2 separate regions of the Drosophila melanogaster genome follow, and region 2 is linked to region 1. A link is a contact called in public HiChIP or PLAC-seq data. All regions are on one chromosome and are shown on one strand. Each heading gives the region's core, a stretch centred on a gene start, on an enhancer-like site or on the middle of the called end of the contact. The rest is flanking DNA. Distances are from core to core; before and after follow the strand shown.

Region 1 (6,736 bases), core at 3,994-6,493:
TGTACAATTTTTGAGATTTCTGCTTCGGAAGTTAATGCAGCCGCTGTTTCTTTCGATTTTCCCCGTTTTGTCCCTCTGCGGGGATTAGCTTGTAATTTTCCATCAGCGGCTATTGCAGCGTTGACATTTCAACTGCTTTCTTCGGGATTTTCACTTTCGTTAGCCGACCGATGATAGAAAGAGTGTTAACTCGGAGCTGACAAAACTCCTAGCCTTGGTTAATTGGATTTATGATTTTGGGAGAATTGATTTAGTAATGTATAAAATATTTAGAAAAAAAACGATATTTAGTGCTAAAAACTCGGGTTCCTCGACTACCAGATACCCATTGCTCTGCTATTGCGTGACTGTTCTACCGGTTCGTGGGCGTTAGAATGGGCGTGGCAAAGCTCTTCTGTTGCACAAAGAAGAACATTATGCTTCCTTCCACCTGTTGCGTACTTAACAACGAATATAGTAAACTCTTTTAGTCAACGAGTAACGGGTATATTTACTTCTTTATTAAAATACAAATGCTGTCGTTTATATTGTAAACAAGAAATAAGGAAATAATTTTAAACAGAAATAGAATTAAGAATTTTCAATGTTATTTTCACTTATTTCTTTGAACGGTGTGACATGTTTTTGGGTCAAAATGCATAAAAGTATGATCAACAATGAACCAAAAAGAGCGCACGTATCCATAACGAATGTGCTTAGTCTGTCTAGGGCCTCCGGGGCATTCACTTTTCCCAAGAAATCATTTCTATATAAGCCCTATAATTGGCCAATATTTCATTGTGTTGAGGCGAGCAGCAACAAAGTGAAGCAGTGCCATTTGGTATGGGCAATTTTATTCCGAGTGAAAGTGGCAAAGTTGCAGTGCACACCTCGAAAAATGTTAATGAGCCGCGTTCGAATCTGGCATAAAAGCAAAATAAGAAATTCAAAATAAAGCAAAAAAAGGCGAAATAAAACCGAAACTATAGCAGCTTAACCCAAATCACTTTAAGATAATCAATTTTGTTTTCCTTCGCTGCGAGGTGAAATCTTTTGGCGACCTTGGCGCCCATTAACTTACATAAAGAATCATCCGGGAGGAAGTTCCTCATCGCGGAGATCTTCTCCTTCTAAAAATGCCAAGTCATTAGGGTAAATGGAGACAAGCCCACCAAAAAACCGAGCAAACCAAGCCCGACGAACTGAGATTATGTCACGGCAGTCAAGCCAAATAAACTCACAACTAAATAAACATTAAACGCTTCAGTTGAACAACGACATACTTTCCCATTAAGGGACAAGATGGGTGCGGGGGAGGGGGCGTACCGCAGATGCGTAATGCCAATTTGTGACATTACTCAACCGGCGACAAAGCCGAAAGACTTTGCATAGGACCATTGTTGAAGTGAGTTTGGCCAGCTGGGCGCTCGCGGATCTCCAATACTTCCTGCTTTCAAACTCTATAAGCATGGTTTCCCCAACAGTGCGTTTCATAACTAGCAAGTGCATCAGGCAAATGTATTTTAAAGAAAATAGGGTTGTACTTCTTCTAGAATGGGTACATTACATTGTAACTTAGCTGGCTACATTTTAAATTAGAGGTAACCAATGGCATTTTTTGATACATAACATGAACAAAAAAAAAAAATCAATATTAATATATAACTTTTCGTTACTAAGTAATATCAATAATTTATCAATCAAGCTTCCTTATCAAAGCACTTAATTTTAAAAAGCTGATAATCATTTTATTTAATTATTATATTTTATTGAAAGTCAGAAAATGATTTACCAGCGGCTTTTGAAAAAGTTATTGACTCACTGTTTATCTTTAAAGGCAAAGAGTGTTGTTATCTTTAGGTGTTTTACAAAAATTTCTTTGACTGTATGTATATTGCTTACTAGTTGTTTTAGTTATCACGTTTCTAGAATCCTGCATAGGTATATTTATTGAAGTCAGAAGCTTAATTTGTCTTAAAGTAGCGAAACTATATCAAATATATTTTATCATTGTTTCAGTACTTTCCTTGGGAACATTTCCGACCGCTCAGGGACAATCGGATGCCGGGAACGATGAGGAGCAACCACTCCATTTGACCAACGACGGTAAGTGTGATCAAGATGCAGGATGCTGTGCACGGACATTCATAACTTTAACCCTTAAGGCAGCGTCTTTCTTTCAGCCACATTTGCACGATCGACGACTGGGTCGCCAGTTGATCGAGGATCTCGCCGAGAGCCAGAGCTCGGCCAGCAGTGTCAGCAGCGGCAGCAGTCAGTCCGGCTCCGCCTACGAGGATGACGATGACGACGTCGAGGGTTCCAGTGAGTACTACGATAGCGACGAGGAACAGTCCGAGGGCAGCAACGAATCCCTGCCTCGTTTGCTCTCCCAATCCACCTTTAATCGCATCTCTGAGACCTTGGGAGCGCTCAACCATGTGGGGCACATGCTGGTGGACATAACTCGCGGTGGACAGGATCAGGCCAAAATGGAGGGGGCGGAGAAGAGTGAGGATACAAGCCAGGACAATAGTCAGTCGGGTGGATCGTCCAGCGCAACCGCAAGTGCTTCCAGCACCACCGAAGTGGTTCCCTCTTCCACATCCTCCCCACGAGGAAATTCCGAGCAACTGCCAGGAGTCTCAGACAAACTTATGGATCCTCTACCGATTACACTCTCTGCCAATAGTTTACTACCAGCTGGCAAGCCTGCGAATCTGAGTGTCATCCAAGTGGCAACTAAAAGAATCGGTATGGATGACTCTGCTCCCATGTTTGTGGAGAACAAGGAGCTGAAGCTAAAGAAGAAAAAGAAGAAGAATAAGAACAAGCAGAAGGTCAAGAAGCCCAGTGAAGAAGGTGTCCTGGTTCCGGTAGCCCAGGGTGCTCAGCAATCGCAGCAGAAGATCAAGATACCCACTACTCCGCGCACCACAACTACGTCCACCACCACAGAGGCACCTATTACTCTGACCCCATTGGATCAGTTGGCAGAGGCTAGTGATGAGGCAGGAACCGGGAAAGATGTGGAAAACTACTGCAAAACGCCAAGTGGAAGGCGAGGACGTTGCGAGGATCTCAGCAGTTGTCCCGCTCTGCTGCTGAATCTCAGCAGCTTGAGAGAGTCCCTGTGCTTCAAGAGTCTCTATGTGCCGGGCGTGTGCTGCCCCATTTCCTCATCCTCCACTGTTTTGACCACTCAGAAACCTCTGAGGCTGACCACTCGTCCCACGACGACCACCAGCACCACCAAGGCTACGCAACCCACGAAGAAAAGCACTGTTCGACCCACCACGCGCCCCACATCTGGTCTCGTGCTCATTCCCCAGAAGAAACCGCCCACTACCACGACGACCACCACGACGGAGGTGCCTCTGGAGCCGGAGGGTCTGGACGAGATCGGCAACAACATTGTGGACCCCGATGAGTGCGGTCAGCAGGAGTACTCAACTGGTAGGATTGTGGGCGGAGTGGAGGCTCCGAATGGTCAGTGGCCATGGATGGCAGCCATTTTTCTCCATGGACCCAAGCGCACGGAGTTCTGGTGCGGTGGTTCGTTGATTGGCACCAAATATATCCTGACAGCTGCGCATTGTACGCGGGACTCGCGTCAAAAACCGTAAGTCATAGTGAGTCCTGCATTTGATGGGCACTAATATCGACTTTTTCTTCTAGATTTGCTGCTCGACAGTTTACGGTTCGCTTGGGTGACATCGATCTGTCAACGGATGCGGAACCCTCTGATCCCGTGACCTTCGCCGTCAAGGAAGTGCGCACCCATGAGCGGTAGGTTATGGACCTCCTAATGTGAATAGTATTGGTAACGTGTGTATCCTCAGATTCTCCCGCATTGGATTCTACAATGACATTGCCATCCTTGTTTTGGATAAGCCCGTGAGGAAATCAAAGTATGTAATCCCTGTCTGCCTGCCAAAGGGAATCAGGATGCCGCCCAAGGAACGGCTTCCCGGACGTAGAGCCACCGTTGTGGGCTGGGGCACCACCTACTACGGTGGTAAGGAGTCCACCAGCCAACGACAGGCGGAACTGCCCATTTGGCGGAATGAGGATTGCGACCGCAGTTACTTCCAGCCTATCAACGAGAACTTCATCTGCGCAGGATACTCCGATGGCGGAGTGGATGCTTGTCAGGTGAGTTAATAAAGGAGTTTCCATTCATAGAGGATCAAAACTAATTTAACCGTTTTGCAGGGCGATTCTGGCGGTCCTTTGATGATGCGATATGATTCCCACTGGGTTCAACTGGGAGTGGTGTCCTTTGGCAACAAGTGTGGTGAGCCGGGATATCCAGGTATGTTGCGCTACAGAAACATTACTTTAAAGAGCATTTACTAATTTTTATGCCCATCCAGGTGTCTATACTCGAGTCACTGAATACCTTGACTGGATACGCGATCACACGAGGGATTAATCGCATTCCCGTTCCACCGATCCACCTTAGCAGTAACTATAGCCTAGGTTTAGGTACGCACTAGTCTATGTACTCTTAATGAACTTCCCCTCCTGATCAATGGAGTGTACTATTTATTAACCGCATCCCATCGCCATGATGATTGGCATTTGTTGACTAAATTAATATATATATTATATTTAATTTTGATAAATAAAATGTGTAAACAAAATATAGAGTGTTTCAAGACACCGGAAATTCGTAGATATAATATTTTGGTATTTCAAGCTGCTGCTTACTTACTAATTACTGTGACTTACTAATTAACTGTGTCTTGCTAACTAGTAATACATCCTATTAGCAGCTAGCATTCCCTAGCAAGATTTTCTTAAATGATAGCCTGAATTTATATGGTATATGGTGATTTTAAAATCATTTTCCATATATGGTCATATGCTCTGCAGCAGTAGGAGAAAATTCGCTGTATTGTAGTGGTTGAAATCGTAAAATGATCTTACGCAATCAAAAGCCAATGATCCAAAGCTAATTGACTTTGGATAAAACAATAGTAATCGTTTCAGTTTATATGAATCGAAGCGTGGGAGCGGCAAACAATTATTTACAGTTTGTAACTTTTGGAATTACGAGTGTCAATGAAATAAAGTGGGGGGATTTAATTCTATAATTTCGATAGCTATGCCCCTTTGTTCAGACATTCTGGAAACTATCAATGGGGAAGTGACTAAATGATAGATAAGTTTCATTCATTATTATTTATCACTTACTGGGAACTACTTGGTAAACAAACGTGAGCAATTGCATAAGGCTTTTTTCTCGATGCCGGTTCTCTCAGTTGGCATTAAGCTTTCACAGCTGACGGACGCGAATTGTTCCCTCCAACCGGCGAGTTCTTTAAGTTTCTCGGGAATGTTTGTATTATCTCAAAAAATTGACTACATCAACGAATTCTAAGTGGTATAATTACAGTTTGTGCTTGCTGTGAAGATTTACAGCTCGAATAAATCATAATATTGTACAATTAACGCTGATAATCACGAATTTGACATTGCTACCACATTCGGTGCGTGGACTCTGAAAGCTCTGAGTGTTTTGTTTATGCAAAGCTTTTTTGGACTATCGCGTGGTAAGTAGCCGAAAGAGAAAGCTCTCTTATACGGAAGATGAAGAGTGTGATTCATGAAAATGTATAAGAACGCGGGTCCAAAAAGTCAAGGGAGTTCTAGTGAAATGAAAAGTTCCAAAGGTTTTGAAATCGTTTTATTTTCTCGTTCGTATAATTATTGGGTGTCGATCTTTGTTGGGCAGTGTAAAGCACAAACTTTGAGCTTCATCATACATATCATATGTAAAGCCGGGACGAAAGCTTATGATTCTGTTAAGTGTCCGCCCAAGATAACATTTCTCCAGCCCTTCAAATCTTCAAATAAATACGGCTTAAGGCGAGCAAATTTGTAAATCAAATGATTTGTTAAATAAACATTATATGTATTTTATCATGCCAGGTTAGAACACATTGTGCTGATGCAAATAAAATTCCAATTAAACGCCCCTGAATGGGAAGATGACGCATCTTTAATGTGAATATTATGTTAAATTTAATATTATCGCAAAATAACTATAATAATGAAATAAAAAAAGACAAAAAACTATTTCGACTGTTCCCGCCCGGGTTCGAACCGGGGACCTTGTGCGTGTGAAGCACACGTGATAACCGCTACACTACGGAAACTCTTAAGAGATGGCCGGTTAAGGCCAGCCAGAGGCAAACCAATGAAAATGGAATTATGTTTCTATTTTTAGCCTGACGTGATTAGTTTATCTCAATGTTTCAGGTAATAAAAATTGAAAAGATTTACGGAGAAAGTTATAGTACGTTTATGAGAAGAAAGGTTAAATACCTTTGGATCGTGAGTTTGTGCCATCTTAGAATAACATTGGCCCCGGCTTGGCAGCAACAATGAAAACCCATTTCTTCGCCTTGTCATTCCGCTCTTAATTAGCCTTTATTTGTCCCCTCTTCACGGAGCCCCACAATTGGCCGGCATTTGTGCTTGTGAATAGAAGGGCCTGGGAAAGGGGCAAGGTAAGGCAAGGCATTCATGGCATGCCTGAAACACGCTGACCAGATTACCAACCAGAGCGCCAAGGGGCCAGGAGCGAAGCACACTGTGGGTGGGGTGCTCCGATGGCCCACCTTTAAATAAATTCGAGCACGCTGATCCTTGATTAAAATTCCTATTGTCTGCTTTGGTCCTGCCAAGATTTCCTCCCCTTTCAGGCTTTCAGGACTCCGCTTTTGTGCGGCGCCGTGAACGTAATTAA
Region 2 (6,903 bases), core at 2,857-5,356, 78 kb after region 1:
TTCGGCAAGCACGTGCGTAAAATAAGGAGGACGCAACAGGGAGAACTACTTCTTGAATTAGAAGGTAAAGCCTCGGAGGTCATCCCCAGCTTTAAAAATGAGCTAGAAGCGACGCTCAAAGAGATTGCTTCGGTTCGCACGGGCGCGCATAGGACTGCGCTAATCTGCAGCGGACTAGACGAGACAACGACGGCTCAGGACCTTCACAATTCCCTGGTCTCCCAATTTCAGGGCATCCGCCTGGAACCAGAGGATGTAAGAGGCCTTCGCAGGATGCGTGACGGGACCCAGATAGCCTCTGTGCTAATGTGCGCGAACGATGCCATTGCGGTCATCAACCGGGGCGTTGTAACTGTGGGATGGTCGCGTTGCCGCATAGCCCAAGACGTCCGCCCAATAAGATGCTTCAGATGCCTCGAATTCGGCCACCGAGCTCCCTACTGCAAGTCAGTCGATCGCTCTGACTGCTGCCTACGGTGCGGCGAGCATGGGCATAAGGCAAAGGGCTGCGTAGCCCCACCAAGATGCCTGATCTGCAGCAGTGACGTGGACAAGAACCACGCGACGGGTGGTTTTGCATGCCCCACCTACAAAGCCAACACCAAAGGAGCTAATAGCCGTCAAAATGATGCCAGAAGAAATTAACATCATCCAGCTCAACGTTAACCATTGCGCAGCAGCACAGAACCTCCTGACTCAAACAGCGAAGGAGCGCCATGCGGACGTAGTGCTTTTGAGTGAACCATACCTACCTGGTGTGGGTAACTCAGGAGTGCTACTCGATGAGACAGGCAAGGCGGCCATTAAATGTACATCCAGGTTATTGGTAGAGGAGTGGGATACCGTACCAATGCGCGGCATAGCATACGCCAAAATTAGAGGAATCCACTTCTACAGCTGCTATGCTCCACCTAGCGACAGTCCCGAGCAATTCGAGGACATGCTCGAAAAGCTGGTTAACCATGCAAGTGGGCGCAGACCAACAGTCATCGGAGGTGACCTCAATGCCTGGGCTACAGAATGGGGCAGTCGAATCTCTAACACAAGAGGACGAGCAGTGATCGATGCCATGAACCTGCTAGATCTCGTATTGCTAAACGACGGGTTCAAACCGACGTTCAATAATGACAGAGGTACATCTTTCATTGATGTCACTTTTGTTAGCAGAGTTCTAGTGGCTAGCTCGAACTGGATGGTCCATGAGGACATAACGCTGAGCGACCACAACCTAATCACGTTCGGTGCCCGAACAATGAGGCCGTCACCCAAACAGCGAAGATGTGCGCTAGGTCCGGTATGGGACATTAGGAAACTGGATGAAGACATGCTAGCATACCAGATCGAGGGCATGGAGTCCATAATTGGACACGCGGAGACCATGGTGACAGCGCTCATGGATAGGCTTAGAGCAATGTGTGATGCGGTGATGCCGAGAAAAAGGAACACGAAACGAAAGCCCCCTGTCTACTGGTGGAGTGACTCATTGCACCAGCTTCGGACGGAATGCATCAAGGCGAGGAGGCAAGCGCAGCGATCTAGAGGGCAACCGCACCACTCCCAGTGCATTGAGGTATATAAAGCGAAGCGAACTGAGCTTAAGAACGGCATATCAGCAGCAAAGGCGAATGCTTTTAAGGACCTGATTGATAGCGTAGACGACGACCCCTGGGGTCTCGCCTACAAAGTCGTAAGGAAAAAACTCAATTCCGCTGGTGCAGGATCTCCTCAGGACCCAGCCGCCCTGGCCAACATCGTGTCGGAACTATTTCCAAGCCAACACACGTTATGGCAACCCGCTGTTGACCCCCCCGCCTCTGACTTCCCGTGCATCACGTCATGCGAAGTCGTCGAAGCAGCAAAGAGGATCAGACCGAACAAAGCTCCCGGCATTGATGGTATCCCGGGCGTGATCGTCAAAGCAGCCGCCACCGCAAGACCGGAGGTCTTCAGGGATACATTCCAACAGTGTCTGCTGGACGGAGTCTTCCCCAAGCGCTGGAAAAAGATGAAGCTGGTCCTTCTGCCGAAAGGCAAGGGGCCCGCAAATGTTCCACGCAGTTACCGACCGTTGTGTCTGTTGGACATTGTTGGCAAGCTCTTTGAGCGCATACTGTACGCGCGCATTGAGCTAATCACTGAAAGTCCTACAGGCCTTCAGGGCCAACAGTATGGCTTCCGAAAGGGTAAAAGTACGCTCGACGCTCTCAAATCCGTAACAGACGCTGCCAGGAAAGCACTCGACGGTAACCGATGGTTAGGCGGCAGTAAGAAGTACTGTGCCATCATCACGCTAGACGTCAAGAACGCATTCAATACAGCGAGATGGCCCATTATCCTCGGGGCTATGCGCAACTTGGGCGTTCCCGACTACATACGAGGCGTAATTGGCAACTACTTCAGGGACCGTGTGTTATGGTACGTAACAGAAGATGGTCCAAGAAGCCACCAAGTCTCTGCAGGCGTTCCCCAAGGGTCGGTACTAGGACCGATCTTGTGGAACATTATGTATGATGGAATACTGAGCATTAGCAAGCCCAGAGGTGTGGAGCTGCACTGCTTCGCCGACGACGTTGCGATAACAGCGGTCGCCAAGACAATACCGGAGCTCCAGGACATAAGTAACGTGGCAATCACGGCGGCCATAGAATGGCTCGAAAAAGTCGGACTTAAAATAGCTGCGCATAAGACCGAAGTAGTCCTGCTGAGCAGCAGAAAGTCCGTTGAGTGCATGCGTGTAGAAGTCAAAGGAGTTGAAATCGCCTCAGCAGAAACGTTGAAATACCTTGGTGTTCTAATAGACCGAAGGCTCTCGTTCAAGGCTCACGCAAGGTATGCCAGCAAAAAAGCGGCAATGACAGCAGCAGCCTTGGCGAGAATCATGCCCAACGTGGGAGGACCCAGACTGCCGGCTAGGAGACTGTTAGTGGCGGTTTCAAAGGCAACGCTGCTTTATGCTGCGCCTATCTGGAGCTGCGTTTCCACAAAGAAAACCTATCTAGATAGTGCCCGCGCAGTATCACGGACAATGGCTCTCAGGCTAATCAGAGGCTTTAGAACCATATCGGACGACGCAGCGCACGCTCTGTCAGGCATTACACCCATTGACCTGGACATAAAGGGCAAATACCTTGCGAGTGAGGGATACACTCAATTAGAGATCAAAGAGTGGATTCGAGGAGTATGGCAGACCAGGTGGCAAGAGTCACAACGGGGACGCTGGACTTACAAACTCATTCCGCAACTAACGGAGTGGGCTGATTGCGAGCACAAAACGGTGGACTACCACATGACCCAGTTCCTCACGGACCATGGCTGTTTTCGAGGGTACCTATGTAGGTTCCGCCACGTGGATACAGCCCAGTGCCTTTATTGCACAGACGCAGTGGAAACCGCAGAGCACATCCTACTGCACTGCTCCAGGTTCGCCGAGGAGAGGGCGCAACTCGTGGCGCTCGCTGGGTCACCTCTCAGCCCGAGAGGCTTGGTTGCTGCTATGATGGCGGACAAAATCGTTTGGGATGGGGCTCACGTGATCATCGTCACCATGATGAAGCGTGTCCGTAAGGACGAGATGGCCAATCGGAACTATAGATAAGGAGTACCCCCGTATGTTGGCGGGGCAAGAACTCTACGACTGGTACGCTCAGTTGGTCGTAAAAAGGCGCTGCTGTGCACCGCAAAAGAAGATGGTGTGCAACTTGGCACCACATCCTGCTCACCGATGAAATACCTTGACTGGCAGTCCCGGTGAGCTTGACAAGGACAGGAGAGAGAGCGGAGGTTTTTGTTTAGTACGTAGGCATAAGCCCTCAGCTGAGGGTTATGAATCGTGAATGCCATCCAAGGACATTAGATGGTATCTTTAGAAGATTTCATTTTCCTGCCGTATATAATAATAAAAAAAAAAAAAAAAAAAACAGGGTCCTAAATGGCAAAATGCTACTAAGCCCACTTACTTACAATTTAGCTGAAAAATAAAGCGAACGAGAAACAGACAGGAAGAGAGGAACAAAATCATATGGCGAAAACGAGAGTGTAAAATTTTTGCATACATAAAACGAGGAGCAAAGCGTAAGGGCAGCAAATAAAACAACAACAAAATGAATCCAGCTTTATGGCACGCACCCACACAGGCGCACATATCATCTCACAAATACGCCACTTGACTTTATTCAGCAGCTATCGCAAGTGCCTTAATAGTGTGCGTGTGTATCCGTGCAGCCCCATGTGTGTGTGAGTGTGGACTACTTTCTGGTGCGGGCGGCACAAAATCCAATCAGCATAACGAGCTACAAGCGCCGCTGAGCGGCATAAAACGCAAAAAATATATATATGGCTGTGTGCGGGCTGTGATTGTATGGCCTGCGAGCGTGTGTGTGCGTATGTGTGCGTTGAGATGCACACACACAACACGCTCTTTTGGCCGAAACACTGCGAGAAATAATGCTGCTGGGGATAGAGACAAAGCCATAAGTCAAGACCAGATTCTAAGCCTAATAAATCGCTTTTGAATGCCAGCCCAAAGCCCGGAATGAATGAATTTAGCTGAAGGAGTTCAAGCAATTTTCCAAAAACAAACATTCAAAATCAATCAGGCTTTGATGTCTGACTATTTTTAATAGGCTATAAGTCATTTAGGTTTTATACCAATGCAATGATTTAAATAGTTATTGCATTGAATTTTACTTGAGTGGCAGCTCATAGCCAGGAAAAATTTGACAACATTTAAATCATCAAAATTAATGTCAAAAGATATATATGCGTTCGTATAGATGATCATTAATTATAACCAAAGAAAGGAAATCTTGTTAAATACGTATGATTAAATGGCGTTTATCTTTTAAATCTGAGTATAGGACATAAAGACATTTGGATTAATAGTGTTCTCAGCCAATTATTAATGATTTAGGAGTGTTGATTTTCATAATAGTTAGTAACGAATTCAAGCCAATTTCTACATCCTTCTCAGTCCCAAGTAAATTAAGTTGGGGATATTTTTCGCAGTTTGGCACGTTCATTCAACTCGCAGCTTGGCAACAACAAGCGAAGCGGCCAAAACGGCTCAAACTCAATGCTTTCGCTGAGGTAGACAAGCGCACAAGTGTTGTTGCTTTTATTGTCGGTGGCGAACAGTAAAAACATTGCCAAGCTCAAAAGTGTGTCGACTCGTCACAAACAAGCATACACACTCGCACTCACACTCACGCACAAACAAATGAAATAAAAGTAAACCCATTTACACCACACACACAGTCGGTAGTCCTTTTTCCAAACCTCCCCTCCTCTCCTCATCCACACTTTTTTTTTTATTTTTTTCGAGGGAAGGAGGATTGGCGCCAACTGCTTGGCAAGCTGCAAATGTGGGACATTTGGCAGTCGCAGTCGCATTGTTAACTTTCTTTGACAGCGGGCCAAAAAACAAAAATAAGGGGTAAAGCTGGAGGGGAGGTGTTTTGGGGGACAGAGGAGGATACCAGGGAGGACCACCCGGGTCCATGTCCTCAACTCAGCGCCAATGTTGCTGCTGCTTTGCTCGATGCAGATACAACTGCACGGGTGCATGTTATATTTATGGCACAAAATTGCAGGCACAGCAGCGGCAAATTAACACAGCACGAATGCAAATTTGGAGCAGCGGCCAGCCTGTTGCCATTTCAGCCATTTCAGCCATTACCATTCGAGAGCCCATTCCCATTTCGACCAATTGATTATTTGCCCGGGTATCCCACATGGCAGCAACTGTGAAAGCCCCGACTCGGTCATGGCCAATGTTCCACACATGTACATGTACATTCATATACATATATATATATATATTCCCATATAGTATATCCCTGCTGCGTTGGGCGTTTGCGTGAGCAGTGGGCGTGGCATTCTGGTCACCACAACGCACTTATCGCCCATGCACAGCACGTCGGCCATTCGGAGTGGAGAAAAATGCTTATAAAGGATTAATTCGATTCCAATATTCACATACGCATTCGCAAACGCATTTTGCATTTCGCATTTTGCATTCGGCATCCGACATTCTGAACTCGGCATTTTGTATTTTGCATCTCCGGACTGTCCAAGTGCTGGTCAGCAGATATATCTGGGATATTGCCGGTCATTGTGGGCATTGTTTTAAATGCCCCAACCATAATGATTGTTGCAAAATGGGAGCGAGAAACAGAAAGTGGCATTTCCAGAGTATTGAATGGGATGCACTCTGCAGGCCGGAGATAAAAGTATTAAATGCTTCAATTAATAAATACTCGTTAGCTTTGGAATGCTTGAAAAATGGGCAACTTCATTTAAGTGTTCCGACAAAGGGAAAATCTTAACTGAAGAAAATCTGTACAAGCATTTTTGCGATATTCGGGTAAATGGCAAGATTTACTTGGCATTGATACTAATTTACAGAGCATTCGTACTTCAGATTGAGTTGCACCAAAAAATCCTTGGCATAGTCTTTTGTAGCTCGTTGAATGTGTTGAGCTGCGATGGCAATTTGCATTTTTCATGAGTGCCAGGCAACGTAATGGATTCCCTGGGCAACAGATTAAAGCTGCATTACGGTGTCAAGACCTTTTAAATTTTCAATTTCCCACCTTCAGTGTTGGCCAGAAGGATATTGCAAGTTTAATTGCATTTATGGCTGCATTCGCATTCGCAAAACGCATTAACACACCGACAAAGGCCGTAGCCGGACAGTTGGGTGCGCGCCATAGATTGAGATGCACATGCGTTTGATGCACCGGGACAGATAGCCAAATGGCATGTTAATTGGCCTAATTCGATAGCCAATTGAATTAAACACCACACATGCACACATGCTTAAGACCGTGGAGTGGCTTAAATCACGGAAATTTTCGGTCCACACAAAATGATTCAGCAGACACTTTGATTTTGCGGCAGCGACAT

The links. HiChIP or PLAC-seq counts read pairs in DNA pulled down with a chosen protein or histone mark.
Region 2: a contact with region 1 is called in a POLR2A S2P HiChIP or PLAC-seq map of the Kc167 cell line, with 5 times the contacts expected there. The contact joins the enhancer-like site here to the promoter of Naam in region 1. A contact is called at or near these places in 25 of 107 Hi-C or Micro-C datasets (the Clone 8 cell line, the OSC cell line, the S2 cell line and 8 more) and 3 of 6 datasets of contacts at active chromatin or transcription factors (the Kc167 cell line and the S2 cell line).

Annotation. Positions count from the first base shown.
Region 1 is chr3R:19,666,207-19,672,942 of dm6, forward strand. It overlaps Naam (Nicotinamide amidase), which reads left to right and starts at 5,244. Exons shown (of 7, transcript NM_169872.2): 1 at 5,244-5,537. CG7432 reads left to right here. Exons shown (of 7, transcript NM_142568.3): 2 at 1,999-2,085; 3 at 2,149-3,601; 4 at 3,658-3,768; 5 at 3,822-4,134; 6 at 4,195-4,294; 7 at 4,356-4,621. The coding sequence ends at 4,414. tRNA:Val-CAC-2-5 (transfer RNA:Valine-CAC 2-5) reads right to left here and starts at 6,143; the gene lies at 6,071-6,143.
Region 2 is chr3R:19,745,560-19,752,462 of dm6, forward strand. The region is part of intron 1 of GluClalpha (Glutamate-gated chloride channel subunit alpha); the gene reads left to right. Among named protein-coding and RNA genes, the nearest start is that of lncRNA:CR43488, 4.5 kb to the left of the region's middle. Within about 2 kb of position 4,107, at least 21 of the 39 cell types and tissues checked have an H3K27ac peak or open chromatin away from gene starts, as enhancers often do. A contact at or near this core is called in the Kc167 cell line, the OSC cell line, embryo and 2 more, where this site is marked.